Linked DNA regions of Mus musculus: region 1 is linked to region 2. Evidence: chromatin contacts called from public Hi-C data. All regions are on one chromosome and are shown on one strand. The core of a region is the stretch at or near the end of the contact, and the rest is flanking DNA. Distances in the headings are between cores, read along the strand shown.

Region 1 (2,726 bases), core at 107-2,606, 94 kb after region 2:
TGCTGAGATTTCAGACATGTGACACCATGCTTGACTTAAAAATATTTAAATAGCAAACTTTCTATCTTAAGAAATAATTCCTGCCCCTCTCCTTTTCCTTTCTTTTCCCCTGGTTATCCTTTTCTTTGCATATTTTTCAAATGTACAGATGACTGACTCTTAATTAATTTCACTCAATTACTTAACAAGTTTTATTAATTAGTTTCATTAACTAACAGAGGAGGGGTCTGAAATCAGAATAGCCGGACTTGAAAATCAACACCACTGCTTACTACCTATGTGCCTAGAAAGATTATTCTCCCATTCTCTTTCTTCTGGTAAACAGAGATGCAAATAGTGCCTATCTTTGGAGGGTAGTTATGAGGATTAAATTAGCTCATTTATGAAGACCCTGGTGTGCAGTTCCTGGTATAGGGAGAGCAGAGAAGGCAGTACTGTGTGCTTTTAAGTGTCTGACCATAATGTCACACACCACCGTACTGTTTAGAAAAATTATTGCTAAAATTACCATAATTTCTACTTATTTGGTGGTTGCTATGTGCCAGACACTCCTCAAATCAAATTCTATTTGATCTCAAAATACTTTGGTCTAATGAGTATTATCCACTTCCCCAGTGGGACAACTTAGAATCAGAGAGGTTAAACATTTGCATAAGGTCATACTCATTTGCATAATGAGTAAATGACTGAGCTCAAATTGAATCTGAATCTTTTGAACTTTAAAATGCGTCCATTCATTCTTTCTATATCCTGTCTCTCCCAGCAGAATTCTAATCCACAGTCAAGAAACACTTCATATATTTAGCACATGCAATCTTAGCTCACACAAACGAACACTTCCTGTTAAGCCTCTGAAGTTTGCGTACACACATACGCACACTGCCACCCTCACTATAGGCCCACGAGATTGCTTCTGAATTGGAGGTTAAATCCATGACCACACATGCAAATTTCCTAGTTGACAAACATTGAAGATCCACACATTCTAAATTACTATCATTTTTAATGGTGTACTTAGAGTCTGAAGGTTGTAGAGATAAATCCCAGAAAGGGAAGATAGCTGTTGTAAAAAAGAGGGATCTACAACAGGAGCAACAATTTAGGATTAAGGAGACTGCTCTTAATTGGCTTGCTATCCTTTAGCAGAAATTATTTTTATAGTTATTGTTAAGGCCTAGGTAATAGGTATTGGTAAGGCCTGGCTAGCCTGCCATTTTTGCTGTTACTAATATTATAAGGAAACTTTCTCACAGGCTGTTTCTGCTGTTACTAGGAAACTTTTTCATGCCCAAGTTGATGACACATTCTGTTATGTTCTGTTCCTTGGAAACCAATCACGAGACAAGTCAGCAGAACTGCTTTGTATAGTTACTCACAATAAGCTTGGACCCACACCAACCACCCAGCACCACTTCTGGTACCGTCATAAGCTTTCATGGCATTTGCCACGAACTTCATAACTGCCTCTGGGATGGACCCCACCACAAGAGAGATACCTGTACCAATAAAAAAGCTATTTGGAATAAGACTTCCATTTTGAGTAGAGGTGGAGTAAAGTGTAAATTCCCAAGACCTCCCTGGGAACTGACATCCAACCTGGCAGAAAGAGACATGTACATGGGTAATGGCATCCTGGTTGGCAAGTTAAGACGTGGATGTTAAGACAAGGCAAGTCCACTGCCACAGGTAAATACCCCAACCAATGGAAGCAGAATACATGTACAACAAAGGCATGTTCCTAAGGAAATCCCCTATCTCTAAATCCTGATTGGTGGAATAACTTGGCACAAATGTTTGTAGATTTTAGGCTTAAAAAGCCCTGTAGGATCTTAGCTTAATGTCACAACCAGCCCCTGAGTCTGGATGTGTGGCCCTGATCAATCAGTCCTGGGTTGTATGCGCAATAACTATCCCTGTCTGACTGAGATTGATATTCATGTGGTTTGTGAGGTGACTCCTGAGCCTAACAGTTATCAGGAATCGAAAGTATGACTTATGAAATAATAGATATTCTAACACGAAGTCAGATTTGATTTGGGAAGGTTAGAATGGCTTTAAAATATTTAAATATGACCGCCAGTGTGTCTATATCAAAGCAAGTTTCCCTGGCAACTCATTCTGACAGGCCTGTCATAGAGGAGAGGGTGCCTGAGCTGATTCATTAAACATAAGTAACTAATTAATGTAGAGATGAGATACAAATTTTGTTACATGGTAACTTAAAGATTCTCTCTGAATATTAATGGGTGGAACTCATTGGTGTGAAAGTCTAGCCTCTTTCCTAATGAAGGAGGCAGGAGCTTTGATGAGGCAGAAGGAAATCTGAGTCTATCTGGACCTGACTGTTATTAGTTTTTTGTTATCAACTAAAGTTGTTGGAAAAACAAAACAAGAGTGAGAGGAAGAAGTCACAGAGCCATCTTAGGGTGGCCCTGCCAGCATGTGTGTAAACCAAGACACTCTGAAATCCTTCCATGACAAGAATAATTTTAATTAATAATAGCACAGCAGAAAAGCATACACTAGAATATGGATCACCTACAAGTCCTACCTTTCCTTAAAAGAAGTTCTCAGAAGACCCTGGCTAAGGAGAAGAAGTCACTCCTGGCTTCTCTGAGCATCTGACCCACAGTGTCACCCATAAGCACAAGCCTAAGACTTTATTCTTTCTTGGCTGGAAGAGCTTACTATACAATAACTTCTCACAAACAAGGAGAGAAGCTGTG
Region 2 (2,700 bases), core at 47-2,546:
CTCAGTTCAGGGCCTGCAGTTGTCCATTCACCAGCATTGGGAGCAGTTGTCCATTCACCTGCTCTGGTACCTGCATTGGGAGCCAAGTCCAACAGGATAGCTTTGACCTTCCTCTAAACAAAGCACTGTGAGACAAGACCCACTGAATTGAAGTGCTTCAACAGAACATTCTTGCCAGGAAGACAAATCGGCAGAGAAAACGGAGGACATTAAGAAACAGACCTAGTCCCTGGAGTCCCTGACACTAAACCTGGGGGAGCCCCCGGCACCAGACACCTGACCGCACAAGGCACACAGGCACAGTCCACAAACCTGATCTTCAAGACGTTTCTGCGAATGAATGTGGCTCTCTGTTCTCTCAGGAGGAGGGAGTGTTGCTTTTTCTTCGGTCTTAATGAGAACTCAAACATTTGCCCATAATGCGCGCACCTCCCGCTTGCCTGGGAGGTGCAGGACTGCAGGCAATCTCGCCTCTCACATCCCGGGAAAGAGAAGGGTTGAGAGTGAATTGCTTACCCGGTTTTGGGGGGAGCTAAGAAAGCTCCGCTGGGGAACCCAAGAGTTCAGCGGGAAGAACTTATCCGAATTCGCAGCCAGGCGAGGAGACTCAAGGGAATACAGGACAGAGAAACGCCAGCCGTCAATGTGCCTGTGGCGACTCCCCAGGAAAAGCAGATGACCCTAGAAATAAAGAAATGCTCTCATACACCTCAAACCCCACACAAAAGGCATCAGAAACGTATTACAAAGTGTAAACTGCCCGCAGAGGAATCATCCTTTGCAGCAGCGCGGACTGGAGGGCAGACTTTCCTGACTCCCCGAGCCCAGGAATCAGGCGGGTCATCCCAGGGCCAAGGACATTGCCTGCCCGGCCCCTGGTGAATCCAGCTGTAGTTGGCTGGCCCAGTCTCCCAGAGACCCTGAGAGCTGGGCTTCCGGGGCCAGCTAAGAAAAGAAAAGATTCGGGAGGCGTTCCACAGCAAGGAGCCAAATCTCAAGTAGTCCCAGGAGAGTCGGGATGAAGCATCCCGAAGCTAAGGAACCCCCTGCCACCCTAGGCGGGGCGTCCGGAGGCCCTCTCTAGGGACCAGCCCACTGCCATTGCTCTGTGACCGGTTCGTTTTAGTTCCCAACTCTTGTGCTCACTGATGTGCAGATCTGGACTCCGGCGCTGGGGTGGGGCAGCGGCCCTGTCTTGACGACGTGCGCCCCACGACGATCCTAGGGAATGCACCTCGCGGGGGCGCGGAGCGAGAGCAGAGCGCACGAGCGGCGAGCGCAATGGGAGTGGGCACCCGGTAGGCTGCGCTGGGCTCTGCGCTGTCCCTCCTCCCTCCGGGGCCATGCGACCAATGGCAGAGAGCTGGGCCCACTCCCCGCCGCCAGGCAGCCCAGGCGCTCTGGAGCTAGGACAGCACGGCGTTCTAACGAGGGAGGAGCTTACACCCTGGTTGGAGGACGAGGAGGCGTTTGCGCGGGGAGCCCCATCTGGGGAAGGCAGGTGTGGTGTGCTGAACTTTTGTGGCGATATGTGGTGGGCTTCAGTTTTTTTTTCCCCCCTAGGCTCAGGGGAAAGCATCCCTTTCCTGTCAAAGTTTCCCTTCTTATGTCTTTACGAGTCCTGCGCAGCCTCCACTCCAAAAGGGCGAGCTGCAAGGGACATCGCCTTCTATGATGAATTTCACCTCAGCCCCCTCCCCCATTCAGTCTTTCTCCTTCCCGCCCTCTCAGTCCTCTGAGAAACCATCTAATGAATGAATAGAACCATGGTTTCTACGACCGCCAGTCACACAGATAATCATTAAAGACTACACGGATAAATGTCACAATCCTATAAAGGAACGATGGAACGGGAGCCTTCCGTGCCTGGGCTTGTTTAGATGCTTTGGGGAGAAGAGAAGCTTGGTTTCTTTGGTGTCTTGGGTTCTTTTTTATTCAAAGACCCAGTTGGCTCCCTGGTCTATATGATCTGAAGCACTGAGCTCTGGGACATGTTGGTTACTTTTTGTTGATGGATTTTCACCCGGAGGACCGCCCCCCCCCCCCATTTTTTGGCTTAAAAGTGAACCAACAAAGCACTGGGCTGCCTAAATCTTCGTGACAGCTCGTTGTTCACCAGTGCCTAGCTCCTGGATTACACTGTTTCTGTCCACGTTTATTGGTTTTCCAGGTAGAGACAGGCATGGGGCCTAACTCTGAGACACCGTTGTGATAAAAGCTATGCTGTCTCTGTTCTGCTTGTCCTGGGCATGTGAGTCTTTTCTATGTGGATATGCGTGTGCCTCACTTAAGATGAGGGGGAGGGGGACGTGTGGTGGAACTGAACATGGAGCTCAGATGGTGGAGCACTCGAACAGCTAGAGACTTTGGAGTCCACTCCCAGCACCACATAAACTCAGCATGGTGGCACTTACTTGTACTCCCAACACTTTAAAGGTGGAGACAGAGTTCAAGGCCATCTTTAGCTATGGAGCCAGGACCAAGGTAGCCTTGTCTGAGACTCCATCTCATTTAAAATAAAATAAAAATGTAGGGGGAGCTGAATGAGCTGTATTGTCAAGAGAGCAAGTTCAAAGACGCTTCTCTCCAAACATTTGTACTCCAGAGCTCACCTACTTTTTGTTTGCTTGATTTTGAGATAAGGGCTCACTCTATGACCTAGGCTGGTCTTTGACCCACTGTGTAGCCCAAGCCCATCTC

The links. Hi-C and Micro-C count contacts between places; a contact is called where the count stands out from the background.
Region 1: a Hi-C map of cortical neurons shows a contact between it and region 2. The contact joins the enhancer-like site here to the promoter of Sertm1 in region 2. A contact is called at or near these places in 4 of 39 promoter capture datasets (embryonic stem cells, hippocampal neurons and neural stem cells), 5 of 484 Hi-C or Micro-C datasets (cortical neurons and embryonic stem cells), 3 of 115 datasets of contacts at active chromatin or transcription factors (embryonic stem cells, neural progenitor cells and stem cell-derived neural progenitor cells) and 3 of 9 other capture datasets (adipose tissue, liver and pancreatic islet).

What each region holds. Positions count from the first base shown.
Region 1 is chr3:55,008,710-55,011,435 of GRCm38.p6, forward strand. No RefSeq gene overlaps it. Among named protein-coding and RNA genes, the nearest start is that of Ccna1, 45 kb to the right of the region's middle. Within about 2 kb of position 1,357, at least 9 of the 459 cell types and tissues checked have an H3K27ac peak or open chromatin away from gene starts, as enhancers often do. A contact at or near this core is called in cortical neurons, where this site is marked.
Region 2 is chr3:54,914,591-54,917,290 of GRCm38.p6, forward strand. Sertm1 (serine rich and transmembrane domain containing 1) reads right to left here and starts at 1,297. Exons shown (of 3, transcript NM_177854.4): 1 at 1,147-1,297; 2 at 517-681. It overlaps Gm31358 (a long non-coding RNA gene), which reads left to right and starts at 1,429. Exons shown (of 4, transcript XR_375676.2): 1 at 1,429-1,501.